Linked DNA regions of Triticum aestivum: region 2 is linked to region 1. Evidence: chromatin contacts called from public Hi-C data. All regions are on one chromosome and are shown on one strand. The core of a region is the stretch at or near the end of the contact, and the rest is flanking DNA. Distances in the headings are between cores, read along the strand shown.

Region 1 (6,064 bases), core at 808-3,307:
CCTCCTTGTCTTCAATCATCGGAATACCTTGCCAAGGCCTGTTGCAGTCCACTCTACGCAACCATTCCCATCTGACACGCAAAGCCAGTGCTTGCGTCCTGAGGCTTTTCACTCCGAGGCCACCCAGACAAATGGGTCGAGCTATTGTATCCCAAGCAACTAAGCATTGTTCGCCGTTGACCTTGTCCTTTCCGGCACAGGATAGAGCAGAGAGAAGATGCCCGTCTGTAGGAATAAAGACTCGTCCTCCTCTGGTGCTCCCGCGGGCGGCAGGGGAGGAACCCTAGCCGCCGGCCGCCTCTCCACCTCTCTTCTCCTCCTCCTCCTCCCGCCGCCGCCAGAGGGCGCGCCCGGGCGAAGCCCGGCCGGCGCCGGCGGCGGCGGGGCGTCTTCATCGCCTCGTTCGGGAGGGCTGGCGCGGGCCGGCCGACCTGGATCTGGTCACGGCGTTCTCGCGGGGCGCCGCGGCGCGGCCCCTCATCGGCGCAGGTTGGCGCGCGGGTGTGCGGGTGGCGTGATGGGCTGCTCCTCGGTGGTGCTCGGCTGGTGTGGTGACGGCGGCGGCTCGATCCAGATCTGGTTGGGGCGGGCTGCTGGCGGTGCGGGCTGCGGGCGGCTTCCTCCGCCGTGGCCGGCTGGCGGAGGGGTCGGCGCAGCAGTGGTGGCCTCGGCCTCGGCCTTCCCCTCCTCTTCTTCATCCGGGGGGGAGGAGGTGGGATGGGCCGGGGGTCGGGGATGGCTGCCGGCGCCCCAGCCAAAGCTGACCTCGCGGCGGCAACGCTTTGGGGTTGGCCGACGGATTGTGGTTCCGGTGGTGCGTGCCCGGCGGTTTGGCGACCCGTGCACGAGGGATGGAGGTCTTCGATCAAATCCAGGTGAAAACCTGCTATTGGCGATTGCCAAGGCCGGCGATGGCGACGCTGTCTGCGTCGTTTCCTTCCTGAAGGCATCGTCGTGGAGAAGTTCAAGGCCACTCTCTGCTACCTCCGGGGGAAACCCTAGATCAGTAGATCGGATGACGGCGGCTCGCTGGTGTCGTTTCCCCCCTGGGGGCGTCATTCTTGGAGGTGCACACGGGCTCGAGGGACTAGAGGACGGTGACTTTGGTGGAGCGGTGCTTCATCTTACACATTGATGGTGGCGGATCTCGGCGGCGTGGCGCTGTGGAGACTCGGCGTCTGATGCGCGGAGATGGACTCGTGCAGGAGGTGGAAGCTGTCTGGCGTCATGGTGGCGTTGATGGCAGATAGGCCTGGCAAGGTCGGTGCAACAGTACAACTCTGAAGATGGATTGGTGGCAGGCGGCTGCGGCGGCCTCATACCCGGCAGGGGTCTTTGTTGAGAAGCACGCCGGACTGGTGGGTGCCCATACCAGGCAGGCGTCCTGGGTGGGACCTCAAGTCTTTAGATGTTTAGGTTTGGCTGCGTGGTCTGTTTGGTATTAGGCCCAGACTTTCAGCGCCCCTACATCAACTGGATAGGGATAGCGACAGTTGTTGCTTGTTTTGGTGGCTTTAGACTTATTGTTGTATGACTATGTACGGTCTTGTGTCAATAATTAATAAAATGGCCGTATGCATCGCTCAGATGCAGAGGCCGGGGGTCGTCCTCCTTTTCTAAAAAAAAAGAATAAAGACGATCTGTTGCCATAAACTTCACTGCTAACCAACGGCCTTTTTGCCGTTGTATGGAAAGTCCGTCTATTGTTCTCCTAAAAATCTCGCGATCTGTTTCCCTTGCCTACAAAACTTACCACGCGCACGACCAGAAATTTACATCGTGGGTATGCTACAGATTGTCCAATAGGCAGCCTACGAGCGTCTTTTGTACTCTCTGTAAATTGACGTATACGTAACCTATAGACAGCAGCTATCTAAACTGATGCACATGCCCTCACTGCCCGGGCGCTCGGCTAAGCAGGACCTTACAGTAGAGGACTGATCCTCAAAAAAAAATAGCAAAGGACCCACCGTCAGCGACGGAAGGGGACGCCAGGTGGCCAGCTACCCCACACGGCAGCCTCTCTCCCGCTCCTTGGGTTCTCCGCCTCTAGCTTTTTCTTCGCCCACGGCGGAATAAACAAAAACGATTAATTCGTTTATTGTGGTGACGCGGCAAGCCCACGGACACACCAACAATTCCCCCCTCTCGGTGCTTCCACCCCACTACTCGCCGGTGATCTGATGGCGGCGGCCGGCGCACCGCTGCCGCGCGCCCTCTCCGCGGAGCTGAGGTGGGATCCTCCGCTCGCCGCGGGCCTCGCGCCGCCGCGGCAGGAGACCAGGGCTCGCGCGTCGTGGCCCCTCCCCCGCCAGGTACTGTTCTCTAACTTGGTTTCGGTGATCGAATCGTCCTTAATTAGGTTATATACTCGGCCAGTTCGTCACGCGAGGGGCATGGTGCGACCGCGGGTGCCCTCTCCGCGCGTTTGTTAACTGGAGCTAGATGCGAGGTTTTGGTGCAATTTTGAGGGGGTGAGGATACGGCGGCGGGTGGCGATGGGCGCAATGTAGATGCGATCAGGGTGACTGAAGGAATGCGTTTCTGCTTCAATTGATACAAGCTACATTTCTTGCTGGATGACGTCTCAATGCCTACTGTTTCCTTCGTCATAGTTATGTTTGTGATTGTTCACTTAGTCACCAAGCTCATATCATCCCGAGCCAGAGGCACTAGAGGAGGAGTGTTACAATTGCATGGGTTGATCGAACGTTTCATGGACCTTTTTATTTTTACAGAAAACTCAGGCCCTGTGTCGGGTGACGCGTTGGCGATGGCACTTACTGATACGATTTTTGTGTAATTTTAAGTGTCCAAAATCGTGATAGGCCTATAGTGTAGAAGTAATGATGCTTGACAGCTGTAGTTTGTAATGTTACCACAGCATGCTTAGTAACCAAACAAAATACTTTGTGAAGTAGGGAGCCGATAATTCAACTTGTAAAAGCAGCTGCCATTTCACATGTGAAACCTGCATGACCTGTTCATTTGTGCAGCAACTGCTAATTTAACTACCAATTTCTTGCATTTTCACAGACGTTCTGAAATTTGAACCGTGATTATATAATCCCATTGTTCTGGTTAGATAATGGTCGATTTTTGTACTACCACCAACACCCTGAAATTTAATTATGGTCTTATTTTTTTGTATTGTTAGGAAATTGTTTTTAGTCGTGGCCGGTTGATATCGACTAATTTCAATTCAAGGTCATTGTTGTGCCCTCCTTGCCATTGTGCTCAGGTGGCTTTGGCTGACGCAAAGATTGCTTATCAGGCTGATCCTGATAAGCATGCTGGAGTTCTGGTAATGAAGCTTGAAATTATGCAGTAAATTGTTGTTTGCCCACACTGATTAATTATTTCTGTTTTTTCCCTACAGGCCTATGAACTGGTTCAAGGGAACCTTGTAAGTGCTGCACTCACATCAATGATTTATCACTGGTTGTCAAATTCTGTTGTACCGTAATTCGTTGCCTGAAATGTTCTGGCGCAATGCAAGTAATCATACTTACATCATCTCAGGTACAATGGAACTCGTTTATGGACAAATCGATACCAGATCCACCAACAGCTGTACTCCTTCATGGCATCCTTGGAAGCGGGAAAAACTGGGGTAACTGAGCATTTTATGTTTGTCTGAGTTGCGATTTCGATTCGAGTTTGAAAATGAGTGAAATTCTTTGGCATATTTTAAAGATGTTTTGGCTCAGTCAAGGATATGAGATTACAAATTTAATTAATTATATTTATCATGAAGGGTCTTTTGCAAAGAGGTTAGCTCAGGAATTTCCAATGTGGCAGGTCAGTACATCTAAAATTCTGCTAATGATCTGAACAACTTAACACTACAGGGAAAAAATAAAACTAAAACCTGACTTCCTTTCATGCAGTTTCTCTTGGTTGATTTGCGCTGCCACGGTGACTCAGCGTCAATTAAGAAAAGAGGACCTCATACTGTTGCCTCAACTGCTTTTGACGTTCTAAAGCTGGTTTGTATTTTCTTGTCACTACTAATCTCTCTTTTATCTTCTAATATCTACACTAAATGTGTTTTGGCACATCCAATATGAATACAAATGAAATATGTAGCTTCTTTGGAAGGGCATCATAAAAGAGTGAAAGACTACATGCATTTCTGTGTAATATTTGTATATGTGTGTGTTGTCTAGCTTTATACATTGTGAGATAGGCAGCATTTCATGTGCTTCGCGACTTAGCATACCTTTTGATGCCATAGTATACACGTTAACTTAGCTTGCTTATGGGCATTGTTTATGACTAGTGAAGCTTTAAGAGACATGGTAATGTCACATGTGGATCATATGATATGGAATGCAGATTACCTTAGGCGGGATGATCTTCTGCTGATTTGGTTGATTGCCATGAAGTGCTTGAAGCTGTTGCAGGCACAGCACCTGCTTTAAAAAATTGAAATCATATCTATTTCTGTTTTTTTTTCTCAGCCGATTTATCTACATTAATTTTCCCTTTTACTATCTTATTACCCTATGCTAATCCGTCTAAATACAACAGATAGGGCAACTCAGGCTGTCCCCTCGAGTGTTGGTTGGTCACAGCTTTGGTGGAAAAGGTTTCTCTTGTTCTATTTTATTTCTCCTAATTGATATGACATACACCTTTTAGGTGTGTTGATATTGTACACAATCCATAACTATCCAGCTACCTAATTGTGCTTGCAGTGGCTTTGAGTATGGTAGACCAAGCTGCAAAACCACTTGCCCGTCCTGTCAGGGTAAGCTTAACTACCTTTTCCGTGTTATATGAGTATGGCAACAATGGAATGCCAACTATTATTAATTATATTTTGAGCTAAATTTCTTATGTGTATTCTGTTCCTTAAAGGTATGGGTTCTTGATGCTACTCCTGGCAAAGTTCGTTCTGGGCTAGATGGCGAAGATCATCCCGCTGAACTTATTGATTTCCTCAGAAGAATGCCTGTGCAGGTTGGCCTTTTAGAACTATCTATGCTTTTATACTGTGGAAGTGCATTCTAGTTCTAGTGTGGAAAAGCGTCTTCTTTATGATTCATTGTTTGTGTTTTGCCATTGAAAATCCAGGTTAATTCAAAGCAGGAAGTTGTTGATGCTCTAGTTAAAGCAAAGTTTTCTGTGGATGTTGCACGGGTATGCTTGTACATCACCCTTTTTTTGAGATGCCCTTGCAAATTTACTTGATTTTACTGGTCTAAAAGAGCTGCTTGATTTTACTTTATCCAATGAAACAAAAGGCATTTCAGTTCTTTGTTGATTCCTTGTGCAGTGGGTGGCAACAAATCTCCGACGGAGCAGCCCATCAGGATCACGATCTTCTCCAAGCTACTCATGGATATTCAACTTAAATGGCATCTCTGAGATGTACAAGTCATATGAAGATACTAACCTATGGTAAATAATCACCAGTGCCTGCCGAACAATATAAAGTCTGTGAACTGTCTTGGGAAGCTAACTGAATGCTTCATGCAGGAGGATTGTAGAGAACGTACCACGCGGGGTACACATTAATTTTCTCAAGGCCGAAAGAAGTTTGCATAGATGGGCTCTTGAAGACCTTCAGAGAATTCATACCGCGGAGGAGGTGGCTGCGGATGAGGCTGGAGGAGTTGAAATGCATGTGCTCGAAGATGCTGGACACTGGGTATGTATGCTGCCTCCCTGTAATCGCATTTTTTTTTTAACCAGGCTATCACCCTTTCCATTACTTGGCATAACGGAAATACAACAGTTGGAAGGCAGGAGACAAGAAAGGGGGGAGCGAGTCCAATGCACTGCCAGGAAACCCACCCCGCACGCTCACAATTGAAACGTGCACTATGAGGCGAAAACCTGACAGCACCAACTACAGGAACTATCCAGTAAACCATATAAAGCAGTAGCATACAAGCTCATCCCAAACACAGCTAGAAAACACTCTAGTAAACTATCCAGTAGCGCAAAAGCATCGACGACGAAAGACAGCAGCGTTAGGGAGTCTCTTCAAGCGGCAGAGCACCCACCCTTCACAGCGTCGCAGATCCACATATGGTTGATGCCATTGGTTCGGAGG
Region 2 (6,209 bases), core at 2,600-5,099, 660 kb before region 1:
AATTAAAACCACAAGACAAAGCCAAATCTTCAGAGAATGCGTCAACATGATGACAGGACTAACCTTTTTGGCTCTGGCTTGGTACTTTTAGTAGTAGCATTCAGAGGGGCTGGCCTTTTGAGAGTGCTCTGCATGAAGAGACAAGCCATGTGAGATCAAACACCATTACGCTTCCAACGTAAAACATAAGCGCAAAACCCGCATGAGTTTCTGTACATTATAATTATCAGATGAATGTTTGTTATGTTAACAGTTAACACTGTGGTAAGAGAAGAGGATGGAACATACCACAGTGGTTGTCATAACCTTTGGATGCGCCACACTTGATCCTGCTGTCTTGCTAGGAGTTCTCGCACTATCCCTGGTAACAGAGCGTCTTTCTCCTGTAGAGGGCCGACGTGTACCCTCAACACCAGAACGCTTTGCTGCACTTCCTCTGTCAACGGGGCGTCTTTCAGAGGTGGAAGGCCGGCATGGCGTGGCGACAGCGGCTTGCTTCTGTGCACGCTCTCTGGTGACAGGGCGTCTTTCGGCAGAGGAAGGGCGTCCTGGGGTGGAGACATCAGCAGGCTTCTTAACGGTTGCCCTGGTGATGGGATGCTTCTCTCCGATAGAAGTGACGCGCCCGGCAGCTGAGGAAGGCCTTTTGACACCTGTAACCCCGGGAGCTTCTTTTTCTGTAATCCTGCGAGTACGTGTCGCGCCGGTTATCTTCTGAGATGCCACACTCGAGCTACGGGCATTGTTCGTCTTAGTCTTCTGGTTTGTAGTCATGCTAGGTTTTGCTGAACCAGGCGTCTGAAATGTTTCAGGAAAAATGTGTTATTACTTGACCAAAACATTCAGGCTCTTGGGCGTATAAACACAAAATATGTCCTCGTGCAGCTAGCTAAAAGCAGTAAAGTGAGTATGATAGACACTGTGCATTAAAGAGAGAGTATCCATAATAAAATGCCATATCATCTGTCTACAAGGTCAGACAAGTAGTACTGTCATAGTAACAAGATAAAAGCAGCAGTGATTCAGACTTCAGAGGGTGATGTACCAAAGCTTGGTGTGTTATTACCTTAGTAACAGATGTGCGGTCCAGAGTGCTGCCTGCAACGGTTTTAACCGATTTTGGTATTATCAAGGAAGCATATCTAAGTCTGGGGTCTTTCTCGGCATTTCTTCTAGAAACCCTTGCATTTTCATAAGCTGCTCCAATACCTTCATGACCAAGACCTGCATTTTCAACATTGGCCGAATCTGAATTATCACCAAGAGCATTTTCTCTACCATCCTGGTCGGTTTGCTGCGAAATTCTGACTTCTGAAACAAGATTGGATGACGAAAGTTCGTTCCGGAAGTCCTCATCTTCATGGTCATGATAGCATTGCATGCCCTGTTCAGATGTGGTCTCATGTGCAGCTTCCTCCACATAATCGTACACAATTGTTCCAGATCCTGTGGGAGTTTCAAGCTCTTCATGCGGCATATCTTCCGTTTGGCTAGAATCGCTGCCATCACCACTGTATTCCAAGGTAAGTTCAGTTTGCTGAATTTGCTGCTGTGAAGCCTTGAGTTCCCTGATCTTCTTGTAGTACTCTTCAAAATATGCCTTCTTCTGAGCTACTAAACCATTGAACTTAACAAACTCTTCATGGCGTTTGTCATTACTAAATACAGACCACTTCTCCCAAGATAGTGACTCGAGTTCAAACCTTCCGAAGGACACGGAACCATGATTGAGTGTCTGGGATACAGAAACTCCCTTAGGGAAGTAAGAAAACAACATAGAGAAGCAGGTGAGTCTACTAGCTGGGGGCAAAACTCTTTCCAGGAACAGAACTGGAATGTTATTTTCTACTAATTCAGAATAAAAGCAGCGTTTCTGGTTGATTCACATAGTATGCATAATTCAAATTACGCGAGGTATGAATATCTCCGAAAACTTACTTCAGAAACACCCAGGTCAGTTGTTTCTCCTTGTGACCACGCAAAAAAAGTTTGATCGACCTCAGTCGCCATCGATTATTCTCCGGCTAATTCATCATAGCTGGGTAAAGTTTTGTTGGTAAACCCTGCAAAAGTGAAATTCGTTATAATTAAAGCATGATATAACATAACTGAAACACGCTGTGATATGCTAACAACTAAAAATATGAATAATAAAGCCTGCTAGACGTGGACGTTTTGTATCTACAAGGAAAAATATTGCAAACTAAGATTAAGAACACACCAACGCTCATCTAACACCGCGAACAAGGACACAAAAACAGGTGTTCAGAAACATTTTGCAGCTCAAGTAAGAACTCAAAACCGAAGACGAAGAGACATCTAGTGTTACTTTCTGAAGAGGCCAGAATCCAGCATCAGTAGTGGCTTGGAATGGAGAATTTCCATCAGTGGAAGCTAACCAAGCAGTAGTAAATTAATTCAGCAGGTCAATTATGCTCCAAGCAACCACCTTTAGCGCATGTTCCAACACCAATCCTTTCCTTTGGGGTCAAGATTCCGCACACAAATAAAATTCCCACCTTCCGAGCTGCAGTTGAATCCCTCGACCCAGAATCATATGCAGGCAGAGACACTACTCCTCTTCTCAACAACCCAGCTCGTGCCATTATTCGCTCACATCTCACATGCCAACTACCCAAACCAGTTGCAGTTGCAGAGGCCAAGTAAAAGAAAGATACGGAAATCTCTTAGGATTCCGAGAATTCAGAGAAAGGCCAATTCGGGCCTGTCCATGAAGTAAATTTCCACCCGAGAAAAAAGATTTTTGGAATACGGGGCGAAGGGGAAAAGGCCCGAAAATTGCATCTGCAGTACTCCGCGCGCAATTTCCGGTCTATGGGAACAGTAAAGAGACTTGAAGAACATAATTGCCGTTTGGCGAATTGAAAAAGTTGGGAGTACTTTGCACCAAAATGCAAATCGACTTATACTATCATAAAACGAAGGAGTACTAAAATTCAACTTACCGTGGAAAAGGAAGAGAAGGCCAAAAGATAGAGGAACTGAGAAAAAAAAATTATCACTTTTGAAGAGCGGCAAAAGCTGCGCTGAACTGAAAAGAGAGTGGACTTTTTGGCGGAACACAAGAACCGGATCGAACCACCACCGCCCCGTCCCCCCCTGGAAAAGCTGCAAATGCGCAATTCAACTTCTCCTAAAAAAACACGCACGGAAAGAAACGAAAGGACCGTGCGAAGGGCGAGAAATCAGCAGAGGAAGCAACAAATTTGCAGGAAATTCACTCCGCTCGCCGCCCAACCAAGCAAAGCAGAGGAAGTGCACAAGATAATCCCTGGGCGAAGATAGCAAGACGGGCTTGAGCAAGGAATACATCCAGGAAAACCCCGCGGCATTGCAGAGAATTTTGCCGCAAGAAAACTGTCGCCGCCCTGGCAACTAAAAATCGCCCAAGAACAACTGCAGAGACCGTGGGAGGGGGACTGAAATCCTCCATTACCTGACGCCCGGCGCTTCGAGCGAGGAAGCAGCCAGCGACCCCCGCGCGCGATGGGAATCCCCTCCGTGCTGCCGCCCCCTTGCTCTACTCGCTCAGATCAGACGACACGAGGCGTCGAGGCCACGAGAAGCCCGCACGCCCGCCCGCCGCTTGGCACTGTAGCACTACCACTGCGGTTGCGGTGCCACGGGAGGAGGAGAAGACGAACACAGAGGACGCAGGGTATGGCAAAGGTATGGCGTGCTGCGTTGCGTGCAGCAATGGCTCTTAAATTTGGGCTTTGATTAGGCCGCGCGCGGGGTATAATTACCTCGATTGATTCCTCGCGTAACTACACATGCACGCACCGGCTGGCTTGGGTGTGTACTGTCGTTTCGTTTGACAGAGGAGAACGAAGCGGCGGGTGCTTCTTCTATTAGAGCATGGTTAATAGTATAGCCAACTGCTGGCTATAAGTCATTGGCATGTCATTTATAGCGCATCTTATAGCTAATATGTACAATAGTTGATTAGAAGAGTGTACTATTTTTTTATTATATGACCCACCTTTCACTCTCACAAAGTGTCTAGGAGCACGTGCTAGAGCTGACTCTTCACCAAGAGCCCGCTTCCCTTCTCTCTCTTTTTCTCTTTCCTCCAACTAAGCAAGAATATACTAGTTTATTTCTTATAGCCAGCTGACTCAGCTCTATTGTACTTGCTCCTAGTACCGTGCGCGTCCTTGACAGTGGGCCCGGATGCAGCGGTCGAGTCGTGGTGGGGTACGTGTGTTCTTCTCCGGCGCGCCGTCGTGGAAAGTGGAAACTGTTTCGGTGCTCATGAATTTTTAGTTATGCGTGGATGGATTGCAAATTTTGGGTCGAACCTCCAGAGGTTGAGGCTCGGCTAGCGAGGGTAGGCCAAGGCAGGTTGGTGGAGGATAAGACCAAGAGCAAGAGGGGTTGCTCCAAATTATTGGATCACATCACAGTTGGGATGGGGATGCATGGCGTGGTGACGAGCAGAAAACTTTTGAGAGGCTTCCTCCGTCGTCATCGGCAGCAGCATTTTTCTCCCTGCCCATTTCGGGGGTTTGTCTGTTTCCCATCCCGTGGGCCACTCGGTCCATCCCGGTACTTGCTTCGTCCTTCCACTCTCGATATCTCTCTCGGCCGCATTTCTCCTGCGTCGGTGGTAAGTTAAGGTAGGCGTCAACCGTCAACGCAGGCTTTATCCTCATTGGATGTTCATGATCACTTGGAGCGACTCCAATGAGAGCACCTACAATGCAGGCGCTAAGGACCAATGCCATGTGAGAATCCTGACTGTTTTGGGCGATTCCCACCCGATCCTGGAAATATTGCTAGCGTCGATGCCAGATGTTTCATCGGGCGCTTCAAGTTTTTCGTCGTGTAAACTGGCTTAGACCTGAGTGAATACCTACGTATAAAGCATTGGAGGTAGGGACGCTAAGCATGCGCTTATGCATAAAAATATTTTTAATTTACTCTCCAGTCGCATGAACAAGCGCCTCGCGTTGGTGATGCCCTGAGGCGACCCGAACGGACGGCAATTTCGTCTGCTTTTGTCTGTTTGGGTTGGCCTCCCATCCGGCGTCCGCCCTGTTTTAGATATGGGTTGGCAGCGCGCCCAACGCGCCGACCCATATGTGCTGGCGTGGCCGGCTGCCCCCCCCCCCCCTATCTTGCATGAATTTGCGTAGTTTGAATCAAATAACATAGTTTGGACCGAATAAAATAGCATAGTTATTACAAGCCGATTAAAAATAAAAATATCTCACATAGTTTTGCAAACGAATAAAAGAAGATACATTTATTGGTTGCCAACATGAGCCCACATATGCTCAACCAAATTATTTTACAGTTGCACGTGAATTTCCCAATCACGCATGTCTTGATGAAATTTGGTGAATTGTTCAAACGTTGCCGCTCCTCTATGCTCAGGCACAACATTCTCACACTGAAACTAAAACCCTTGATCGTACAGACGTTCCGGGCGCTCGTCTTCTACGATCATATTATGCATAATCACACAAGTAGTCATCACCTCCCATAGTTTCTGCGTGCTCCAGGTATTAGCAGGATACCGAGCGATGCCCCATCGAGATTGCAAAACACCAAAGGCACGCTCGACATCCTTCCTAGCACTCTCTTGCTCTTGGGAAAATATTTTCCTCTTCTCTCCGACAGGGTTGAGTATTGTCTTGACAATAGTGGTCCACTGAGGATAGATACCATCACCCAGGTAGTATCCTTTGTCGTAGTTGTGGTCGTTGACAGTAAGGTTCACCAGTGGGTTGTTGCCTTCGGCAAGCCTAGCAAACACCGGCGAGCGCTGAAGCACGTTGATATCATTGTGTGATCCGGCCATTCCAAAGAAAGAGTGCCAGATACAGAGATCTTGAGACGACACGACCTCTAGTATGATAGTGCAAGCCCTGATATGGCCCTTATACTGCCCTTGCCAAGCAGAAGGGCGGTTCTTCCACTCCCAATGCATGCAGTCTATGCTATCAAGAATCCCTGGGAAGCCCCTGCTGGCATTCATCGCCAACAAACGGGCTGTATCTTCAGCAGTCGGCTCTCTCAAGTACTCAGGGCCAAACACAGCAATAACAGCCTTGTAGAACTTATACAGGGACTCTAGGCAAATAGACTCGCTCATACGGACATACTCGTCAATGAGATCACCGGGCACTCCATATGCAAGCATTCGGCTGGCGGTAGTGCATTTTTGATAGGAGGAAAAACCA

What was found. Hi-C and Micro-C count contacts between places; a contact is called where the count stands out from the background.
Region 2: a Hi-C map of leaf shows a contact between it and region 1, with 6 times the contacts expected there. The contact joins the promoter of LOC123071793 here to the promoter of LOC123071789 in region 1. A contact is called at or near these places in 2 of 5 Hi-C or Micro-C datasets (both in leaf).

Annotation. Positions count from the first base shown.
Region 1 is chr3B:691,827,610-691,833,673 of IWGSC CS RefSeq v2.1, reverse strand. LOC123071789 (putative esterase/lipase HI_0193) reads left to right here and starts at 2,057. Exons shown (of 13, transcript XM_044495371.1): 1 at 2,057-2,315; 2 at 3,158-3,304; 3 at 3,380-3,406; 4 at 3,523-3,613; 5 at 3,758-3,801; 6 at 3,891-3,989; 7 at 4,534-4,591; 8 at 4,701-4,753; 9 at 4,864-4,965; 10 at 5,080-5,145; 11 at 5,282-5,406; 12 at 5,485-5,656. The coding sequence starts at 2,184.
Region 2 is chr3B:692,485,762-692,491,970 of IWGSC CS RefSeq v2.1, reverse strand. LOC123071793 (protein WVD2-like 7) reads right to left here and starts at 3,849. Exons shown (of 9, transcript XM_044495375.1): 1 at 3,458-3,849; 2 at 1,939-2,063; 3 at 1,067-1,753; 4 at 289-798; 5 at 64-128. The coding sequence starts at 2,010.